Linked DNA regions of Anas platyrhynchos: region 2 is linked to region 1. The links are chromatin contacts, called in public Hi-C maps. All regions are on one chromosome and are shown on one strand. The core of a region is the stretch at or near the end of the contact, and the rest is flanking DNA. Distances in the headings are between cores, read along the strand shown. Region 1 has its middle 77 kb from the start of HES1. Region 2 holds the start of LOC113844492.

Evidence for each region. Hi-C and Micro-C count contacts between places; a contact is called where the count stands out from the background.
Region 2: a Hi-C map of skeletal muscle shows a contact between it and region 1, with 8 times the contacts expected there. The contact joins the promoter of LOC113844492 here to the enhancer-like site in region 1. A contact is called at or near these places in 5 of 8 Hi-C or Micro-C datasets (liver, skeletal muscle, small yellow follicle and 1 more).

What each region holds. Positions count from the first base shown.
Region 1 is chr9:12,510,770-12,516,213 of IASCAAS_PekinDuck_T2T, reverse strand. No RefSeq gene overlaps it. Among named protein-coding and RNA genes, the nearest start is that of HES1, 77 kb to the left of the region's middle. Within about 2 kb of position 3,338, at least 2 of the 8 cell types and tissues checked have an H3K27ac peak or open chromatin away from gene starts, as enhancers often do.
Region 2 is chr9:12,615,662-12,620,682 of IASCAAS_PekinDuck_T2T, reverse strand. It overlaps LOC113844492, which reads left to right and starts at 2,698. Exons shown (of 3, transcript XR_011811517.1): 1 at 2,698-5,021. It overlaps LOC110351774, which reads left to right. Exons shown (of 2, transcript XM_027464783.3): 1 at 1-213; 2 at 705-2,543. The coding sequence ends at 2,330.

The DNA.
Region 1 (5,444 bases), core at 2,089-4,588:
TTTTGATAAATGATGCAGTTATTTATTTTGCAGAAAGCCAAGATTTGTCATGATGCCGTTTTCAAAGTAACACAGCATCTAACAAAGAGAATCATAGGCAATTTACTGCGTGACACTCCATCTGTCTCAGAGGAAGAAAGACCTTGTTTGACCCTCTCAGGATTTGAACCTGTAATTCCACTGAACCAAGGGCTTTGAAACCTGAAGCGCGGCAGTTTTCCCCCAGAAGATAAGACTAGGTTTTCCTGTTTTCCATGAATCACCACAAACCCGTAGACTGCTGCAGAACGTGAATTCCCCACCGCACAGGAAACATCAGCATCTGCACATCCCATCAGCCAAAGGTGACCACCACACCTCCGCAGCTGTCCAGGACACCATCCTCTCCTGTCAGTGCTCCCAGGTTGGGCACTGAGGCTGGAGGAGTGAGATCTTGCACATGGGATGGATGCTGCCTGCTCAGTGCTTAAGCCTGAGCAAGGATGCTTCAGCATCCTACAGGCAAATGGAGGTTTTTTTTTTTCCTTGCCTATTATTAGCAAAAGCAGGGAAAAAAATGCTCTATGCTACCTATGTTGTAATGCACTTACTGATTCACAAAGAGCAATGTGTGTGCCTACAGAGGCAAGTGCAGGAGTCACCAGCGCCATCCCAGATGTGCAGAATTAGAACACATTTAGGAGCTCTGCTTAGCTTGAATCCCCGTCTGCCCTAAGACTCTGTCACTTCTCCTCTGGGTGAAAATGCAAACACAAACTGAGGCAAACACAAACTTGCCAGCAGCTTGCCTTCTCCTGGGAGCATGACCCACCGGTCCGAACACCAGCTCTGATGTAACAGCCAGGCGTTGCACTGGTGAGGGCCTGGCAGAGACAAGCCTCAGGGTTGCACTATCATCATGAGATAAACACACAGAATTGCTCAATAGATCCTATGATGACCCAAAGCTGGAGGGACTTTGCCTTCATTTGCTGTCCTGCTGAATATCGCACCCAAGACCAGTACAGCCATGCTGACGAGAACTGGTTGCAGCTGCCTGGGGCACAACGTCCACCCTCAGAGGGAGCAACCCTGAGGCAGGCTGCGTGCAGGCATCCCCGTGCTGTGATGCAGGCCTGGCACCCGGACCCTGTTACTCCCTCAGCCTCTGGGAATGATGAATTGTGGCAGTGAGCTGAGCCCAGAAAGGCTCTGCGGGGCTTCCAAGGCAAGAAGCATGTAGTTGCTGACAGCATTTTGTTCAAGTGTTGCCCAAATCTGCAACAAGTCACAACAGGCTGGTAATAAATTTGCCCTGCCAAACACTCCCCTGGAAGAGTCTCTCCTGACACCCAAGAGGGGAGACCTCGTGCCCTGGAGGAAGAAAGGAGGAGGCTGAGGCCAGTAACCAGACACTGCCTCGGTGTCTGCTGTGTGCTCAAAACAGGCAGCCAAGGGCACGGCTTCAGAGGTCAGACACCTTTGGAGGATGGCTGCTCGCCAGGCTTGCGGGAAGCACCATGCAGAGCTGGGGTCTCTGCCTGGGACAAGGCCACGGAGAAGGGGAGGTTGTTTCGTGCCCTTGGTGCTAAACCCTCTGCTTTTCCTCACCTGGGCCATCCCACCCGTGCTGCAGGTCGCAGGCCCCCTCTGTAGGCCCAGAGGCAGAGGCGTTCTTCATCCACACACAGAAGCACTGCCCTTACGCACAGCTGGGAGGGTACTGCCTTCACCCTGCCTGCAGGGCATTTTAAAGATCATACACTCACCTTGAACAGCAAGCGGGGAAAGGGGTCAGGCAGGTTTCAGGCTTTATTCTGCAGAAGGGGCTGTGTTTAGAGCACAGGACTGGGCATTAGGACATTCAGGGCTGCAACTCTACCAACAGGCTCCACCGTGCACGGTGACAAGCTGTGTCTGCAGGAGCCTGACCCTGCTTGGCTCAAAGCCTCTCCAGTGAGGTTTCCCATGCTCACTGATGCTGCCATGCTGGCGTAGTGCATCTGTGGAGGGATCCGCAAAGCAGCTCTGAGGAAGACTTATTTTCCCTACCAACTGCCCCCCTTTTTACAACCAAGCTGAAGGAAAACATTTCCTGATGTTCTGCTTTGAGGAAGCGACTTTCCCCTTCCCGTTTCAATGGGTAAAGGCACTGGAAGCCCCAAAGAAACCCAGGCAGCTCCCAGCACATTTTCAGCCAGAGAAGTGCCAGAGTCCTGTGGTGATGAAGGGTAATTCAAGCTAAACGGGGCTCCCAGATTTGCCCCAGAAGAGCATCCAAACCAGACCTGAACTGCAGCGTGGAAACAACTTGCAAAATACGATCAGAGAGCAACTTGCACTACTGCAGTGTAGCAATGGAGGGGCACACAACCTGCCAGGGAGGTGCCTGCAGCATCACCCCTCCTCTCCCTCTCTGCTCCCTCGGTTAGCATCATCTCCTGCCCAAGTGGGTGAGCAGCAGTGTGGCAAACACCCGCATGTGTGCCTGGCATCAGAGTGATCTGCTTTGAGATCCCAGTGCCTGTCTAGCCCTGGTACCCCAGCACTGCTGCCCTCAGCAGATCCAAGCCAGGGTGTGCTGGCTATTGATGAGGCTTTAGCAGCAGGAAGAATTAGCAGAGAAGCCTCCGTGGCTTTGGGTCTTAATGAGATTCATTTCCAAAAAAGCCCAGGGTCTCCTTGCAGAAGGGGATCACCTGAAGACTTTGAAAGGAAAAGAAGATGTACTTCATTAGCACTACAAGAGCAGAGCTCGGCAGGAAAGGAGAAAGGCGAGTTGAGTCCAGGCCACATGTGTGTCAGGGCAGCATTTTGCTCCATCTGTGGCACGGACATTTGAGTGTACTGGATTCCAGGTTAAAGGAATATGCATGAGTGCATAGTCTTCTATAAGCAAATGAGATGCCACTTAAAGGTCACACTGAAACTGGCCTCTCTGTGATTCCCTAGGAGTGAAATAGGATTTGTGGCCATAGTAAAAAATACCAGAATTGCTGTTTAGGCTGCACATAGCCTGGGATCTGGTTTCAGGGGCTTTGCAGGGACATTCCATGCCACTTCCAAGGACTTGTTAAAAAAATATTTCATACCAACAGAGTTCTGTGGTATTTTTTCCAGCTAGTCCTGCAGGCTACCATGGGGAAATTCACTAGCAGGATTGCTGTAGGACTCTGACTCACACAGGAACTTTTATTGCTGCTTTTAAATATTTGACTGCCTTTTGGCTGCTGGCAGAAAAGTTATTAAATGTTTTACCAGACGTGGCCTGAAACTCTTTATAAAAACATCCTGGCCTGGCATACAGCATATGTCTCTACTTATCTCTGTAGCATGTGCTCAAAGCTTTCACATATCCCCTGGCAGTGGAAGAAACTTGGGACCTTCGTGTTTCTAGGCTGCAGATAAATAGAGCATCCAATGTCCTGTGCTCCTGTGAGTAAATCTTCTGGTATGCAAATGGTCCTGCTGCATCAAGTTTGCAGGACTGAAAAGGATGAAGCCCCAGTACAGACTCTAGGTTATGTCTCATATGCACAGTTCTGTGGCCTGATATTGCCAGGATCTGTCTACTTAGACACTCAACCCTTACTTGAGGGACTAGATCGAGTGAGGAGCTCTTGCAAGTAGTCCTGTTAATGTCACTGAGTCGGGTGACACTTTTAGTAGTGCGACACATTGTTTCTTTGCTCAAAGCCCTTTCCCCCATCATTGTTCTTCTCCTTCATCTTCCTTCACAAATTAAGATGAAACAAAGAAAAAGCATCCCACAAACCAGAGCAGAGAGGAACTCCTTCCCAGCATTGCGTGGAAGAAAGCAGGAAAAAAATCACCGCCTGTTTCTGCTTTCACAACAGCAATAAATCAGGATGTTCTGCTAGAGGGGCTGTTCATCAGAAGTACTTGTGCCTGTACTTCGTTGCTCTACTCCCTGATTATTTTGCCCTGTGACACAGTGATCAAAAGCAGTGGGTTATCACTAACAGTGCCTGCTGCTTAGCCGTGCTTCAGGAAAGTAACAAATACAGCTTGAACTTCTTTGCATCTCTCCACAGGCAGCCTACAACTGAACGCACCTGCAGAGGTGATAAACATAAGCAGTTAAGGGGAAGGAGAGAGGATTTGCACATCAGTGGCACAGCAGCCTGGAAGCAGCCCCGCTCCTACTGCAGGGGGTGAGAGTGTGCCTAGACCGCCCCTGGGGCAGCCTGGGGCAGCTTACAGGGTTACCTCTAAATGGACTAGCTGTGGTACTGCTGCACATCAACAGCTCAGAGGGCTGCCAGATTTCCTGGGGATTTCAGGCTCTAACAGCCAGCCTGCACTGGGCTCATTCCCGCTCTGCTGGGAAAGCTTGCAGGGAATAGCTTGGAGCTAGCTCAGGGTCGTCCCTGCGGGCTTCACAGTAGGCAAACCTCACATGTTCTACAGCTGTCGGTGAGGCTGAACTCTGGGGTAATGCAGGGCAGATCCAGGCACAGCCCCTGATCTGAACTATTTCATTGCGGACTAACCCCAAATCCCTACCTTTCAGCAGCTTCTGCTTGGGTGCAGATGGCAGGGCTGGGCCCTGCTGGGCTGAAGGTGCAGAACGGCCACTGGAGGAACTAAAAAGGCTCATGGGTGCCTGGGTGCAAGCCTTCCCTGCTCCGACACATGCATGTGCACTGCTCTGACCCACCTCCACCAGCTGTATCCAAGCCATCACTCCTTGCAGAAGATGACTTGCTCATTATCACAAACACCGACACAGGTCCAGCAGGAGCAAGCTGCAAGCCCCACTGCACACATCTCCCCAGACCTGAGGAGCAGGATCTATTTGGTTTGGAGATTGCTTTCTCCCACGTGTCCGAAGGTGCCGGAGCAGCCCTGCATGTCCTGGGGAGCCAGGAAGGGCAGAGCCCAGCGTTACCAAGGGCCGCTGGTGCCCTCTGTTGTCACAAAGAAATATAGGAGCTGCTGAGAGCACGAGTGGGACATGCCACCCAGCATGGGGAGCAGGGCACCTCTCTGGGTTACAGGCATCAGGGCAGGGCTGAGACTTGCAGCTCCTTCCTGACTGCAGCAGCACTGAATGGATCTAGCTTTGGGTTTGGCTGCCGGTGGGTTTGGCACCCACAAAGGGCAAGACTGGCTGTTTCTTACGACTCCTTTATCTCTGAAGAGATCTGCTGCATCAACCAGAGGATCTCAGAGCATCCCAGGATATTGCTTTTGCCTTCCTAAAGAGCTACAGGGATGCATATGAAACAGTCCCTGGCAACCACACCCCAGGGTTCTTAACTAAACACTACATGTGCAAAAGAACCCATGCCTTCTTTTAAAAGGGAGATGCAGCATTGCCATAGGTAAGGTTTGATGCCTCAACACGTGTGGTGGCACTGAGTGATCTCTGCTGAGAAGAGATCCCTGCAGTCCCTGCTGCCCAGCTCAGCTGCAGTTCACACGTTTTTCACAAAGCAATA
Region 2 (5,021 bases), core at 1,449-3,948, 110 kb before region 1:
CCTGTCCCCTGGGCCGGGCTGTTTTTTGAAGCGCTCCAAGGACACGGGTTGTTGTTGCCGATAAGCAGAAAGGGGCAGCTCCGCCCCAGCAGGAACGCTCTGTCAGCTGCCTCCACATCCGCCCCACAAAACATCTTCCCTTTTCGGCGGGGCTCGCTCCTCGCTGTGGGCTCGGCAGTCCCCATGGTGGTGGTCCCCACGATGCCGCTCACGGTAAGTGGCAAGGCTCAGGGAATTTGGGACGGGTTTGTTGGGGGCCTTGGGGTGGGTGGGAAGTGCTGGAAACAAGTCAGGTGGCGAGAGGGAGAGGCCATGCCTGATGGTGCTCCAGGGCACGGCTCTAAGTCCAACACACCCCCTGGCACAGGATGTCCCCGGTGGGTGTCACAGCAGGACGGGCACTGTCCCCTGTCACCGGGCGGCAGCAGCACGCGTCCCAGGCACGGGGGAGCTGGTGGTGGTCTGGGTGTTTCTGCTCAGCCCCTGCTCTTCCACGTACCCTCCCTTCTTTAGCAGAAGCTCTGGCTCTGAAACGTTCCTGCCAGAAGGATGTTTTCGATGGGCAATTATAAAATAACAACTGGTTGTATAAAAATACAACCAGTAAAATATAAACCCACAACCAGCAGAGCCCCCTTGGTGCGTGGCTGAGCGTAGGTGAGCCTGGTGGCCCTACAGCAGCTGATGCTGGTTTCCTCCTCCAGCGCAGGGTGATGGTCTATGTGGTGCTGGGGCTGGGGTCCCTGCTGGTGGGGGGGCTGCCCCCTCCCTGCCCCCCGCCCTGCCAGTGCTACGACACCTCCAAGGTCTTCTGCTCGGAGGAGAAGATGAGGGAGATCCCGGCGGGCCTGCCGGGGAACGCCACCCAGCTCTTCTTCGTGGAGACGGCCCTGAGCAGCATCGGGAGCGGGGCGCTGGGCTCCAGCACCACGCTCACCAAGCTGGTCTTCCTCAACAACCACATCGAGGAGCTGGAGGCGGGTGCCTTTTGGGGGCTGCCCAGCCTGGCCGAGCTGGAGATCTCGGGCAACCCGCTGCCGGCCGTCAGCCCGGGGCTGCTGGCGGGGCTGCCCAGCCTCACCACGCTCTCCCTGAGCTCCAACGCCATCCACTCCCTGCAGCCGGGGCTTTTCGCCTCCGCCTGCCACCTGCAGGACCTGCGCCTGCGGGGGAACAAGATCGATGAGCTGCCCCCTGCCATCTTCCACCCGCTCCGCCACCTGCAGGCCCTGGACCTCTCGCAGAACGTGCTGACCGAGCTGCCCGACGGGCTGCTTGCCCCGCTGGCTGCCCTCCGCGTCCTGAAGCTGAGCGACAACATGCTGGCACAGCTCCCACCCGGTGCTTTCGGGACACTTTCCCGGCTGGGTGAGCTCCACCTCGACGGCAACCAGCTGGCCGAGCTGCCCGCTGGGGCCTTCGCGGGGCTGGGTGCGCTGCGGCGGCTGCAGCTGCAGCACAACGCCCTGGGCAGCCTGCGCCCCGACGCCTTCGCCGGCCTCTCCAACCTCACCTTCCTCAGCCTGGAGGGCAACCAGCTGGCCTCCCTGCCCGCCACCCTCTTCCAGGGCACCCCGGGCCTCCTGCACCTCTCGCTGGCCCGCAACCAGCTGCAGGCGCTGCCCCCGGGCGTCTTCGCCAACCTCTCGGTGGCGCAGAGCCTGGTGCTCTCACACAACGCCCTGGCTCGCCTCCCCGCCGAGGCTTTCCAGGGGTTGGTGGAGCTGACAACGCTGCAGCTCGGCCACAACAACCTCTCCAGCCTGCCGCCGGGGCTGCTGGACGGGCTGCCCAGCCTGGCCACGCTGGGGCTGGAGCACAACCGCCTGCCCCGCCTGCCCGCGGGCTTCTTCAATGCCAACGAGGAGCTGGTGCGCGTGGGGCTGGAGGATAACCCCTGGGCGTGCGACTGCCGCCTCGCCTACCTCCTGGGCTGGCTCCAGGTCTTTTCTGACCCCCTCCTCCACGTGCAAGCTTTCTGTGCCAGCCCGGCCACCCTCAAGGGCCAGCCCCTGCTGGAGGTGACCCACAGGCAGCTGGCGTGTGCCAAAGATGAGGGCCGGGACGCGGTGCCCGGGGAGGATGCACCAGGGCAGTGCACCTACAGCAACCCCGAGGGCACCCTGCATGTGTCCTGCAATGCCACGAGCTGTCAGCGGCTCAGCCTTCGCCTTCCTCCTCCTCCTCCCAGCCAGGCGGTGGGGCCAGGGACCGAGTACCGGGGTGCCTGGGTGCTGCGTTCCTCCTGCGGCACGCTGCAGGTCAGCGTCCTCGTCATGGCGCAGGGCCCGGATGTGACCACCCCACGCGGGCTCCCTGCTACACCCTAGGACTCAGGCATATGCTGCTGCTCCTCGTGGTCATCCTGCTGGTGCAGCGGCCACACCAAAATCAGCCTGAGAAACGATGCTCTGTGTCCTGCATTGATGTCCCTGCCATGGTCACCGTCACCGTGCTCTGTGCTGGAGCTGGACTCATGGTGCCTCTTCACCCAGCCGTGCGTTCCTGTGTGTTTCAAATATTATTAAAGTGTACGTATCATTCCTGTGCAGCCTGTTCCCAAGGTGCAGAGGGGGAAGATGCCGTCTGTCTTGCAGGGGAAGGCGGCTGTGATCCCGCAGGGCTGTGGCTGGAGGCCCTGGGCCAGGCTGCGAGGGGCGCGGGTCCCTGGGGTTGCTCCTTGCTGGGTGCTGCCCTCAGGGCTCGGCACCTCGCGGAGATGGGTGCCTAAGGGAAGCATCCTGCCCTGCCCTAACGGGGTAAGTGTGTGTGTGCGTGTGTGTGACTGTGTGTGTGTGTGTGCGTGTGTGTGCACACGCGTGGGTGCGCGCCCAGCCAGCTGAACCCTTCTCCCCGACGGCGCTGCAGCCGGGGCTGTGCTGCGCGGTGCTGCTGCTCCATCTGGTGGCCGGCGGGGCTGGGGGTGTCCCGGGCCGGGGAGAGCCGGGGGGGCCCTGCCAGAGCCCGGCCGCCCTTCCCCGAGCCGTCCTGCCCGGCCTGCCCGCAGCCACGGGGCGCCTGGGGTGCCCCTCGGGGGCGCGCTGCTTTGCTGCCTCTCCCCTCCAACTCAGCCCCACCGCTGCTCAGAGGGAGAGGAGGCACCAAGGGGGGAGTTTTGTGTTCTCCCAGCCTGCTCCATCAGCACAGTGTGCTCAGCAGGGTCCCCCGGCTGGTGCCCAGCAGAGGTGAGCCCCACGGCCAGCCACAGCCCCGCAGCCAGCTGCCAGGACGGGGCTGTGTGTCTGTCCAGCAGGGCCACAGAAGTCATCACCATTATCAGCTTGAGCAAGCGGCTTCACAGCAGCACCTTTCAGCCACGTAAGCCTCTTCTCGAGGAAGGAAAAACAGGCTGGCCTGAAGATCTTCGGGCTTCCCTGGATGTGAGCAGCCGCGTGGTGCCAGCAGATAACACCTGAGAGCGCCTGCGTCCTTTCCTGGGGCGCGTGGGACTGCTCCCCATGGCTCTGTGCTGTGTGCTTATCTCCTCCAGCAGCCCTGCAAAGCCAAGCCCCATGCCTGGGCGGTGGATAAAGCTCCCCAGGTGATGGGACCCCTCGTCCCCTGCCTGGCACAGCACGGTGCGGCGCTCCAGCGGCTGGACGCGTTCCCAAGCGCTCAGGCAAGTCGGGGGTGCGAAATGCTTCAAAGTGTGCCAGGAGGGTGGTTCTGGGGAGCTGCTGGTCTGTGTCCTTGCTGCTGGGGAGAGGGACAGGCAGGGACATCACAGCCAGGGTGTGCAGGGTGAGCCCCCCATGGGGGCTCCCTTTCTGTCCAAACCCAACAGCTTGCAGCCTCCTGGCTTTGCCGACCTCTCGACACTTTTCAGAAAATATCTAGGTCTTTTCAAAGCAAACTTAGCCTCCTGGCTGTAGCTTTTGCCGTGGTTAGTTTTGATGGATGCCTGAGAAGCAGCCCATGGCTCTTTCTTTTTTTTGCTGCTGGTGGATGTGAGCCAGTGAGCTCAGCTCCGAGCTGCCGGTCAGGGCCCTAAATGCTGGGTTTTAAACAGGAAATCTGCGGACATCTCCAAGTCTTTTAGAGAGCCTGGTCCTAAACTTGGTTGCTGCTTATAAGCCAATCATTTATATCTGACAAAGCTGCATAACTAATGCCAAAATATAATGTGATTAGCAGGGGTCCTGAAAAGGAGGCATTTAAAGTAACATTTTAGGTAACCCTTCGGAACTGAGAGAAGCACCAAGAGGGAGCCCACCCAGCACAGTGTGCTCCATGGAGCTGTCTGACCTGGATGGCCAGAGCAAATCCAGGGAACTGCAGCGAGGCAGGGGGAGGAGAGGAAGGCAGAGGGTGCACCAGGCATCATTGCTTCAGGGCCTCTGCTCCTGGGGACCCGGGGCAGCCCTCCCGTGAGCTTCGTGCCATCGTGAAAGACAAGGGAGGATGTGTCCTGCTTCATGGAGAGGGACTGGTGCTTCACAGCTGTGCTGGGGCTTGGCTCCTTTTTTAAAGGTACAGAAATGAGAGATTTTCCAAAGTTACATTCTGTGGGGATGCCAGCTGCTCCACAGGCTTTTTTTTTTTTTTTGGCAAATGCTGTGTAAACAAGGTCGTTTGGTCTGCTGGCTGCTGGGACCATGTCTGATCTCAGGTTTGCTGCCAGCAAGCAGGTTGCTGGTTGGTGCTGGTGATGTGTGAGCGAGCTGTGGCCCTGCTGAGTCCTGGCCCCGCTGGGGCAGCACTAAGGGGCAGCAGCTTCATCGGGACACATCTGAGCCTACAGCCCAAACAGGAATAGGATGGTTCTGAGAGCTGTGGTTGCAGGTCTTATTGTTCTTCAAATCTGACTTCTGAAACCCTTTTTCAGGACGATGTACCAGCATTTCCTTTTCATTTTCTTCCTCTTCTTCCACCCCCATAAATGCCAAGACCAAACCCCGAGTGCAGATCCATATGAAATGCCCAAGGACTACCAGGAGGTCTACAGAGGGACAAAAAACGATGTCAAAGAGATCCCCAAGATCGCAAAGCCCTTCATTTCTGAGATGGTCTTTGTGCAAACC